2 separate regions of the Anser cygnoides genome follow, and region 2 is linked to region 1. A link is a contact called in public Hi-C data. All regions are on one chromosome and are shown on one strand. The core of a region is the stretch at or near the end of the contact, and the rest is flanking DNA. Distances in the headings are between cores, read along the strand shown.

Region 1 (5,483 bases), core at 1,787-4,286:
CAATTAGCAAAACCAGCCAAAATAAATGCAGTCACCTCACCCGGACTCAGAGCTGTTGCCATAGGAGCAGCCAGATGGTCCAAGTTCAGCTGATCTTATCTGCAGGGAAGAACAAGTTCCACCAGAGTCTGAAACATCCACTCTGGAGCAGCAAGGTTGCACGCATCCCCAAAGAGTAACGCTGAGTTTAAGAAGCTGATTCACATCATGCAAGAAAGCAAGTTTGCTCTCTTAAATTAAGTAAATTAACAATGCGTAATAAGCATAAGGAATTCTACGAGGCTCTGGAGTCAAGGCATGAGATTTGACTTCTGTGACTTCCAAATTAAAAAAAAAAAGGAAGGGAATTAAAAACAACTAATGAACGCTACCTTTCAGAAACTGGTGCGGCAACAATACAGAAGATAAACTGATGAGTGACTCTCACTGGAAAGGAGATCCTGCTAGTTGACATGGTTAAAGAAAAGCGCTTTCACATCTGTCATAGGAAAGAGAAAGTAAAGCACATTACATCAGCAAGCACAGAATGAAAGGAAGGGCAAGTGAAATCAGCCTCTCGGACTATTTAAGGCACTCCACCCAAGATGAAGCAACAAAGACCTAAAACCAAAGAGATAGAGGTCTTCCTGGAAAACCTGACCATATACATCAACACAGTACTAATTAGTTAATTAACGCATTGCACAATTTAAAAAAATAAATAAATAACCTGAAAGCTTAGGAGACCAAGGAAGCAGCAGATGACAATATTCCTATGAGAACAAAAAGCGGAACAACATTGGCCTGATAAATTTATCTCTGGTCTCTGCTAACAAAATGAAATAAATACTGGGAGAGATAAAAATCTCCTAAACATCTGGAGAATAACAGAAGCATGGCAAAAATCAAGCCATTTTAGGCAATCCTACACGCATACAGAGAACAGCTTTTGGCACAGGTACTGTGCTCCTGAAGCCAACAGGATATCTCATGTATTAACTTACTTCTATGTCCAAGCGATGGTGTCATTTCCAACACCTCTTCTCTCCCATTACCAGGAACAATTTTATAAAACACTGCTGATAATAGGAGCTGACAGACCTAGCTGTAAAACTACATTCTGTTCCCAGAAAGCTATATAGAAGTTATATAGAGTAGCAAGCGTTTAACCCACTGAGAGAGGGGGAGTGCATTTAACAGAGGAGATAATACCTTTGGGTTTTTGAGGTCTTGAAGACATTCTACAGGATAAAATCTGAGCAAAACAAACCTGTTTGCCATTCAAGTTAAATACACTTCCAGGAAAAGAAGGAAAATCAATCAATCAATCAATCAATGACGTTTTATCATCAATTACAGGCAGCTGCTTCAGTATAACAACCCAGCACCTGGAGGAGTCTTGGGAACAGGTTATTCTTTGTTGGTAGTACAGCAGTTGGTTTTTCTTGTCTTTGCACACTGAAACAAACTAAATGGTGTCTCTTAAACCAAAAAGAAAGAAAACCAAACTGGTGTTTTTCTGCTATCTGTATAGTTCTGGCAAGTAGGTATGTTAGGTTTCAGGTGCGTACTTATGATTGGGATTTATTTTTCTTAGGGCTTATTTATGACAGGAGAGTATGTAATTTAGATGGCAGTAAAGCAGGGTGAGACATCAATCCACGTACTAAAGAAACAAAAACAACCTGCTTCTCCACTTTGTTAGTGGGTAGAACTGGAAAAGAGCCAGTGAACAAGAGGACAGAGGTGTCAAACAGGTCCCATATAATGAATAGCTATGTACACCATGAACCTGTAGCTTGAAAAAAATGATGACTGAGGACATATATGATACAGGTCTGTAAAAAGTGGCAAGGAGGCAAGGAATAGGGGTGGTCATCACTGCATCTGACAGCGGAAGAATTAGGGTCACTCGATGAAATCATCAAACAAACCATTAAAACAGCCTGAAGACAGTTCTTTGTCATAACACACAATGAACTCAGGGTTCACTGCCACAGAACGCAGTGGAGGCCAAAAGTACAAAAGGACTTTTAAAAGGGGACTAAGTGTATTCATTAAGGCCAGGTCCAGAAGGAACTGCCAGTTCAGAAAGTCCATAGACTGCTGGAACAGTGTCAGAGAAAGACCTCTGTATCTAAGCTTTATTTTTTATGCTTCCGTGATCACCTGTTACTGGCTGTCCTCAGAGACAGGATAGCAGATTAGATGGCCTTTGGTCTGATTGCATGCAGCTCTTCTTATGGATCAAAGCCCTGGATTTTGGCATGTTTTAGAGTCTGGAAAGGTTAACTTCAAAAAAAAAAAAGAAAAAAAGGGAAGAAAAGAGAAAAAGGAGCATTTGAAAAGCTTGTATGCTTGCCCTGCTTCTTCTTTTCAGCCTCGAAGATGTGCTCCTTAATCATACAGTTTCCATGAAGCATTGCTGACTTAGCAACAAACAGGATTTTATAACAGCTGTGGAAGGCTGCGTACCTACTCCCTGATCTGCCCGCTCTGCTGTGTAAGGCATTTCTCTGACCCAGTCTCAGCTGCAGGTTAAACATCCCCCTATATCCCAGTAGATTATTGCCAAATCACTTTGTTCGGCTGCTATATTTATGACACAAAACAAACAGTTAAGATACTAATCTGTTGGCCTCTTCTAGCTAAACCCTTCTCCCCTAACCACTCATTTCCCTGTGGATAAATGACAGCAGGAATCCACAGGAAGACTCCTTGAGGACAGAGGATTGCTCTGCTGTCTGTAAACATCACTGTTTCACCCAGAATTTGCCACTTTGATTGGACTTCGCCTTCCAGCCTGTCAGACCAACACATTTCTGCAATGCAGTAGAGTAAACAATGCAACACAGTGATCCTGAGTCTGTAGCTAGACAGACTGAAGTAGCAGCACAAGTAACTCAGAAAATCTCTTCCATTTATCTGGACACAGAGCGAGCTCTGAGACCCAGTCATCACAGTTGTTTTTATATATAAAATCTGTATGCACACACACATATGGACTAATACATTCATCACTAACCCTCATTTAAGGGACTGACCATTCAAAGTCTATGCTTCACCCGGTAAATGTGCTTTAACTGGAGGTGCCAGGTGCATCCAGGACCACGCAGTGGCTTGATGGACCACTGTGTGAGGACACGGCTGGAGGTTCAAAATCAATCAACAGGTTACTGTTCCAGATTGTTCAGTCTTCAGTTCTCCAGACAATCCTTCCCAATCAAGATAACACACAGGTAGATTGTTTGTTTTTATCGCTCATAGTGGAGTTTGGACCCGGGTTACCTGGAATGAAAAGAAGTTTAAAAAAAATGTTAATGTTAAGTAAATAAGATCTGGATAAAGTTTGGACTCACGCTTCAGTCCTTTCTCGTTATTTATTATACGTCTTGTGTAAGACCTACATTGCTCTGCACTCTCTTGGGATTTTATTTCCTACTTCTGTGAAATAAAGAGACACTAAAATAAGAGCAAATTCAGAGTATACTGTAGAGAAAACCACTGGAGAAGTATTTCCAGGCTTTGGCCTGTACTCAGGCCAGCGTCAGTGGTATTCTTAGGTCCCAGTTGGCACTGAAAAGCAGGCTGGCCATGACTTAGGTGGGAGGTTTTCCAAGCAGCAAGGGATGAAAACAAAAAAGAAAAGTCAGGCCATCTCATCCATCTGATCTCAACCCACACTCTCAATAGAGCTTTTCTTGTGTTTATTTCTAAGCATCTCAAGTGGCAGTATTTCTACCATTTCCTTTGCAAGAGAAATCCAGAGGCCTCAGGGTCTTTTGGTTAGCCTAGTACGTTGTCCCAATTTTTTTATTATTATTATTTATTTCATTGCTCACTCTGTAGATTACTTCTGCTCTCAGTATCTGTACTTTTGAATCCTTGCACTGCTGTGTGATCCCTTTCATGACAGCCAGATCCTGATCTGGATGCCTCAGCATACTTTTTTCAAGGCCTGTACTACAAGGTGTCTGCTGTACTCCGGGCTCAGCAAGGCTCACACGACATATAACCCAGGGCAGTGCGTACTGAGAGGGGCTGCCACATGGCTTGCGGCCACTCTGAACAAGGGCAGACCCCACTCATGTGTTTCTACAGACGGAAATGATGTGTACAACCCTCATGCCAGTGGTCAGTATAGAGTGAAAACAGACGGAAAACTGCCACCGGTCATGGTGACATGATGCTCAGCCTTGCTGAGATGAGGCAAAGTTCAATCCAGGCACTGCCTCTGAACTCGGCTTCAAGTGAATTATTTTGCATGTCACTCTCGCTTGTGGGTATTTGACCAACATTTTCCTCACCTGTAGCTGATGGTGAAGAGAAGAGTTCTTTCTCCCTTTCCTCCTCTTGACCTTCTTCACCACTGCAACTTCTCCATATCCCCGTGGGAGGCTGCACTGCAGCCCACCCTCACTGTTGTGGCTGCTCGGTATGCTACAGCCTCCTCCCCACGTCTCCACATGGCATTTCGTTCTGCCTGCTGTCCTCACTTTGACCTATTCTGTATGTTACTACTAAGCTTGTCGTTATCCCCATCTCCTCGCCACCCCTCCCTGCCCGTATCATGTTCAAGACCTTCATGTTTACTTTCCAAAGCATCAACGCTCCTCCTCTGTTTAGTCTTATCTTCCAACACCTTTGTTCTTCTCACTCTTTCTGCTCCTGTCTTCTGGTCTTTTTCTACAGATCCTGCTACAGTTAGAGCAAACGCTGTCCTTGTATGTACGCAGCAACACTTTCCTCCTTCTTTTTAAATAAAAATTCCAGTTACCACCAGTCCACGACCCTACTTGGGCTGAAAAGCACTGCTGATAACTAAGCAGCTGCTTCTGCAGTACTGCAGTGTAAATCCCCTTTCTTGTTGCAAGAAGCACCCAAAAATGAGACACAAAATCTTGCTATTCTGCAACTATTCTGCAAACACCACTCTGAGGAGTGAAGGCTGATGTACAGAGAAACTCAGGACAGCAAACCCTCCTGAACGAGTCCACTTTGACTGCTGCTTGCGGGGGAGAAAACAAAACAAAAAGGCAGTGCCTTCCAAAGGCATACAGCTTTCAAACCCTTGCAGTATTTCCCAGAAACTGCACACAGACGTCAGTGTCTTTGCCGATCGCAGTCTGCCCAGCAGCAGCATAAAATTAACAACATTCTGGTCAGGTTCAGAGCTGCTGCTGCGTTCCAAAGCCGGGGACAGTGAAATCCAAGAATTGTGTCAGTTTCATGATGTGGTTTAAGCAAGCCTTGTAAGACAAAACGCAACATCCATGCAGCGTGGTAGGACAACACCCCAGGATGTTCATTTGGACGCTTGGTTTGAGATGTTACTATCTGGAGCCCTTGGATTTTCCAGGCTTCCCATCCTAACTTGTAGGTATCATTTCCTAGCATGTAAATACCCAGTCAGATTTTCAGAGACTGTTGCAAAACACACTTCCAACACTTCCCTCCCCAGTTGGTATTCTCTTCGTCACCATTTGCTCTTACAAGATTGAACC
Region 2 (5,483 bases), core at 947-3,446, 510 kb after region 1:
ATTAAAATGGTAATTTCTCCACGCTAAATTCTGCTTGCAATTTTTACTCAAGTAAAACTCTTTGAAGTTAATTGGAATTTTGATTAAAGACTCGTGGATCTGGGTCTCTGAATTTGTACTAAGGAAGGTTCAATATTTGCTTTGGTTTTCTGCACACTGAGTTCACGGCTATGTATTAGTGTGGTTGTACAATTAGCCATAACAAGAACAACTCCAGTAAAGATTTCTGTAATCTAGTTCTTGATATACTTTTAAAAAGGTCTTTTAACGGAATGGCTTTTAAAGGCCGTCAGATGTGAAAAATTTGATTGCTTAAATTGTTCGTCTTAATTATTTCTAGTCCCTATAAACGGCAGAGTAACATTCTCTTAGTGGTAATTCAAAACTTGGGACAGGGTGGGAGGAAGGGAGATGTTCTTGCTTTTCACCCTTATGGTTCCAGTTTTGGTTGTCAATGCAAAAAAACCAACCAACCAAACAAGCAAACAAAACCAACAAAACCCACTAATCAACCAAAAATAAAACCTCCACACTCCATCTATTCAAATTACATTATAACCATTATTAAAATAATAACTAACTGTGGAGTAACAGCTTTAGAAAGTATTTTTTTTGTGCAAACGAGCTCTGCAGAAAACTGCTCAGACTATTGTGAGAGACTCAGTAACATTTTCTGAAAAGTGAAAATGAACCACAGTAGCATGTTCTGCCACTCAAGGCACTTGAAGAAACAGGAGCATTGCCTTTGTGGCTGCCTGAATTACACAGATAAATTTCACTGAAGTCGGTATAACTTCATGTGATAATAAAAGCTCCTTGGATGGATGAGGAGTGGCACAGAAGCATGCCCAGCAATCAACGACACAAATTGTAGTCCTGTGGGGGAAATGAGCCTGGAACTTGGCTGCATGCTGCTGTCATCCTATGGGCAGCATTCATCACCTCCAGGTGAAGGAGTACCATTTTTCAAGAGCTGTGACATGCCTGAAGCAAATATCACTTAAATCGAATTTGGGTCAATAGTTGGTGTGAGAAGAAGAAAGGGAGAAGTGGGAAGAAAGAAGGGAATAATCGTGCAGAAATGTGACTGATGGTATCTAGGGCTTGGATTCTTATTGTACAGCTCTGTTTAAACGAGTATCAAAGCTTGTGATCAAATGCAGGTTGCTTCGTTTTGAGAACCTCTTCAGTATTCAACAACAAACTTACTTTAATCTTGAAAAAAATAACTCTTGAGCTTAAAAGACATATTAAATAAGATGTAAATCTCCTATCCTAACAGGTCCAGCAGGTTATCAATAACGAATTCACTTGCAAGTTTATTTGTTGTGCTGGTGGGATATTTTTTTCCTTTTATCCCTACATGGTCAACGTACAGTTGACAATGTACAGTTTCTCCCATTTTCCAGTTTAGCTCTGCAATAATTTTATTTGAGTGAAAAGGAAGGGATTAAAAAGACTTGCAACTCAGAGAAATGTTCTGATCTTTTCTCTCTCATTTTTCTGAAGCTCTTAACTTTGAGTTACAGAATAGAATTTGTATTTTTTTTTCTATTCCCTCTAAAACGTGGAAATATAATATGAAGAAGGAAGGACTGACAGTTTTTTACATTTTACTTTGCAATACAGCACCGAAACCTTGAACATTCAACGGCTAAGCAGCTACAAAGCCAAAACGCCGTTACAGGCTGCTACCCGCATTTAATGGTTAGCCCTACGACCGCAAGCCTGGGCAGTGAACTTTGAGCAGGCTGCTCTTAGATGGCAAAGACGAGAAGAAATACCTCAGCAGCCGGTGGCGCGGGGCTGCACCTGAGGGGACGGTCGGCTGAGGGGGACGGGTTCCTGCGGGGAGGCGGGCGCCTGAGGGGGACGGGCGCCATTTCCCCTCCCTCAGCCCGCCCTCCCGCCGCCTTAACGCTTTGTCACCCGGCGGCTTCCCGCCCGGCCCCGCCGCCTCACGGCAGCCGGGGGCTTCCCTCTCCCCCTCGCTGCTCCCCGAGCGAAAAATACCGGGAGCCGCGACCGGCGGCGGAGGGGGGGGACAAGGGGACGGGGACGCGAGGCGGGGGGCGGCCATGAGGGGATGGGGGGGGGGGGGGGGCGGTAGCGGCCCCTCAGGCGGTTCCCGCCCAGCGCCGGGCCACGCCCCCCGCGCGCGCCTGAGGAAAACGTTGCGCAGGTTCTAAAGCGGGGCGGGGGGGGGCGTGCGCGAGGGGGCGTGTGAGGGGGTGTGGGGGGGGGGAACCGTTAACGGCCGCCACCGGGCAACGGCCGCCGCGTAACGGCCGTCACCACAGCGCCCGCCCGCCCTCATGGAGCTGTCGGCCATCGGGGAGCAGGTGTTCGCGGTGGAGAGCATCCGCAAGAAGCGTGTGCGGAAGGTGGGCTGCGCGGCGGGCGGGTAGCGGGACCCCCTCCACCCCCCCCCTCACGCACGCCCCCCTCGCAGAACCGGCTCCTTCCCGCCGCCCTCACGGCGCTGACGGGGCTGGGGGAGGTGTGGGGAGGGGTTGGGGTGGGTTTGGGGTTGCCGACAAGGCGAACTGGGCACCCCCGGGCAGGTTGGGGGCGGGGGGGGGTTCCTCCTGTGGAGGAAGGGGCTGCACCCCCGTGGGGGGTTACACGGGATGCAGCGCATCGGGATCCCCCAGCCTTTACAAAGTTCCTTATAGCGTTGCCTTCCCAAGCATCTGGGAGCTGCCCCCCGTAGGCAAATAAATCCCACGTTGCAGCTCGCTTTGCCTCCTGCGCTGTTGTGTAAAGGCTTGTGCACCTGCAGCGCTGGCATCCTCCTGCTAACCTGAAGGCCTCTGCCGTGCTTTGGGAAGTGCTTTGCAAGTCCCTCGGTATCATATTAAAGATTGCGCTGATTGCGCGTGCTCCTCTGGGCCCTTGAGTGTGCTGCTGCTGCTTGGATTTTTGGTTTTGTACTTGGAGTGAACAAATAAACGGTTAACTCTGAAGTTGGGTTGTGAACTGCTGTTTGTTTGGGTCGAAAGGATGCGTGACTGTGATGGATGGAGCAGTGCTCCAGTAAGGCGTGTAGCAACTGGAAGGGAACATGCCAAAGAGATGCTTCATAGGATCTGAAATCTTGTATTTCTCCTCCCTGCTTAAACAAATTCCTTTGACACCTGCTCTTGGCATGCATCTCCCTCTCACGTTTATGCATGCTGACTTCTTGAAGCGTTCCCTGTAAGCGCAGGGACGGTTGCAGTCTGGCTTGCCGGCTGGCTTTTGGGGTTCTGCCTGCTAGCTTCTGCAAAGGTATGATCCCAAGCTGATGGTAGTTCAGGCACTTTTAAATAGCCCTGTGCCCCCATGTCCTGGGAGAAGAGGTACAGCAAGCACAGCTGAACGAGGAAGTGGCTTTCTTTTGAAAATAAAGAGATGGGAAATGAGCTCTTCAGTTGCAGAGTTTAGTCCTGTTGATTGGTTGCACCTCTTACTGTAGCCCATATTTGGTTGCAGAGTTCACCTGTTTTCTTCTTCCTTTTTCCGCCCTCAGGGTAAAGTAGAATACCTGGTGAAGTGGAAAGGATGGCCCCCAAAGTAAGTTGTGTTTTACTTGTCTTTTTTTTTTTCTTTAATATTCGGTAATAGCTTTCACTGTATCTCTGCAACTGAGCGTCTCGTTCTTCATGGGTAACCTCGTGCCTCATTCCAACAACTACAAACAAAGAGCCACAAACCAAAACTCTGTACTATTTCCGGACTGGCAGCCGAGGGATACAAACCGTGTGTCAGTCTGTTCTGGTTGGTTTTTGCCACCACTGAAATATTCCATTGAGATGCTTTCTAGATACAAGTCTTTTTAAATTCAGTACGAGTTTGACGGGGAACCCTGATTCTTCTGGATTTGGAATGGGGCTTGCTTTTCTGAGTCAGCACCAAGAGGACCCCGCTTTATTTGTAGAGCTATTTGCAGTCTTTTAAAATAGAAAACAAGGTGGTGGTCTTATCTTGTAGTCCTACTGTATCTCTTCTGCAATTCACAAAGGAAAGGGGCAATATTTCAGTTTTATTGATGGTAGCCAAATAAAGGCGATCTTTGTCCCTTGAAAATTACCGCCATGCCTTCATTTCCTTGTCTGAAAGCTGTTGTTGTTTTGAGTGCTCTTTCTGCTTTTGCTTGATTGCCATATTGCAAGAAGAAAAGAATGTATCTATCTTTTTACAGCATTGCTGCGCACTGTTTACAGATACCTCTCTATTAAAATGCAACCGCCTCTGAAGAAGCGCGATTGCTTTGTGCCTACACAATCTGTAAAAAGCTTTGAGATTAAAAAGATTAGGTAACTGGAGAATATTATGATGTCAGCTAGCGCTCTAGCAGAACAGCCTCACGGTCCATGCAGGGACCCATCTGCTTTTCTGTTTGTAGCTGTGCACGTGCACAACGTGCGTGGGTACGACTGCGCTACGCATGCGGTTGCACTGGATGGTGCTGAGCAGAAGGGAACTCCTGCTGGCTCATCCTTGCAGCTGCAGAGGGGGGCTGCTCGGATGTTGTCCTGACAGATTGTACCTGGTGTTTCAGAGGCTGAAATGTGTTCCTGCGTGCCTAATCCTTGCGCTTAGAGGGCACGCACAAATAAGCAGCTTTCTCTCTCTGGTGGTGGTGGTGGGAGTGGGGTGACTTTGTTCTTGACTGTGAATTCTGCTGTTGGAGCGTAACCTTGTGCGTTTGAGTACCAGCTGCCACGTAGTGTGGCTCAGTTCTTGGACCACTTCTCCCTCCTAAGTAGCAAAGCCTAATTTAATCACTGGTAGAGATTGGGAAACATGCGTAGTCTGTGAGGCACCGTCCCGTTTGGCTGGAATACCGATGTTTGTCCCGTTCTCCTTCCCACAAACGCTTTGAGGTCCTTCTTGGCCAGTGACTTTGCAGAAGGTGGATGGAGGCATGGTGTCGTGTTTCTTTTGACAGAGCAGCCCTTATTCCTGCTGCTGCCTTTCCGTGCCATGCACCTTGGAACGAACTCGGGGGGAACCAGGAGCTCTGTTCTGAGAGTTAAAAGCACAGCCTTCTGCCCAGAGAGCAAGGGGGGTGCAAAGGTTCCCTTCTTGTGATGCTGTGATAAGTCCGAACACCTTCCCTCTTCCTGCACGCTCCAGCTTTGAAGAGCACTGATTTATTTAACTGTTCACTCAGTGGCTTGAGTTGCTTAAAACCAGGATGCTTTGAGCATGCAAGTCACTTCCATCCTGCTAGCAGTCTCTCTTCTGTCTCTGTAAACATAAATATGCCTGTGACGGCATGTAGCACCACAAGCTGTTTGCATCTTTGCCTTCCAATATATCTATTTCCTCATCCCTTGTTGTGTTTTGCTTCATTCCCCTCCCCAACTGTGTCGCATTGCTCTGTAATCTCTGCACCGGTTACTCCATGATTCCCACTGAAGGCTTCATGGAGGAGAGCAAGGATAGGACTGCAGTTGGCTGCTTTGCCGTTTATTTGATATTTGACAGTTAAAAGA

What was found. A called contact is a pair of places that touch in the nucleus more often than the background predicts.
Region 2: a Hi-C map of liver shows a contact between it and region 1, with 13 times the contacts expected there. The contact joins the promoter of CBX7 here to the enhancer-like site in region 1. A contact is called at or near these places in 2 of 7 Hi-C or Micro-C datasets (both in liver).

Annotation. Positions count from the first base shown.
Region 1 is chr1:54,979,700-54,985,182 of Taihu_goose_T2T_genome, forward strand. It overlaps FAM83F (family with sequence similarity 83 member F), which reads right to left. Exons shown (of 6, transcript XR_007165519.2): 5 at 3,024-3,267; 6 at 1-478. Among named protein-coding and RNA genes, the nearest start is that of TNRC6B, 15 kb to the left of the region's middle. Within about 2 kb of position 3,037, at least 2 of the 3 cell types and tissues checked have open chromatin away from gene starts, as enhancers often do. A contact at or near this core is called in liver, where this site is marked.
Region 2 is chr1:55,494,891-55,500,373 of Taihu_goose_T2T_genome, forward strand. CBX7 (chromobox 7) reads left to right here and starts at 2,197. Exons shown (of 7, transcript XM_048069848.2): 1 at 2,197-2,384; 2 at 3,512-3,555. The coding sequence starts at 2,316. It overlaps LOC125183465 (a long non-coding RNA gene), which reads right to left and starts at 2,196. Exons shown (of 3, transcript XR_007165508.2): 1 at 1,785-2,196.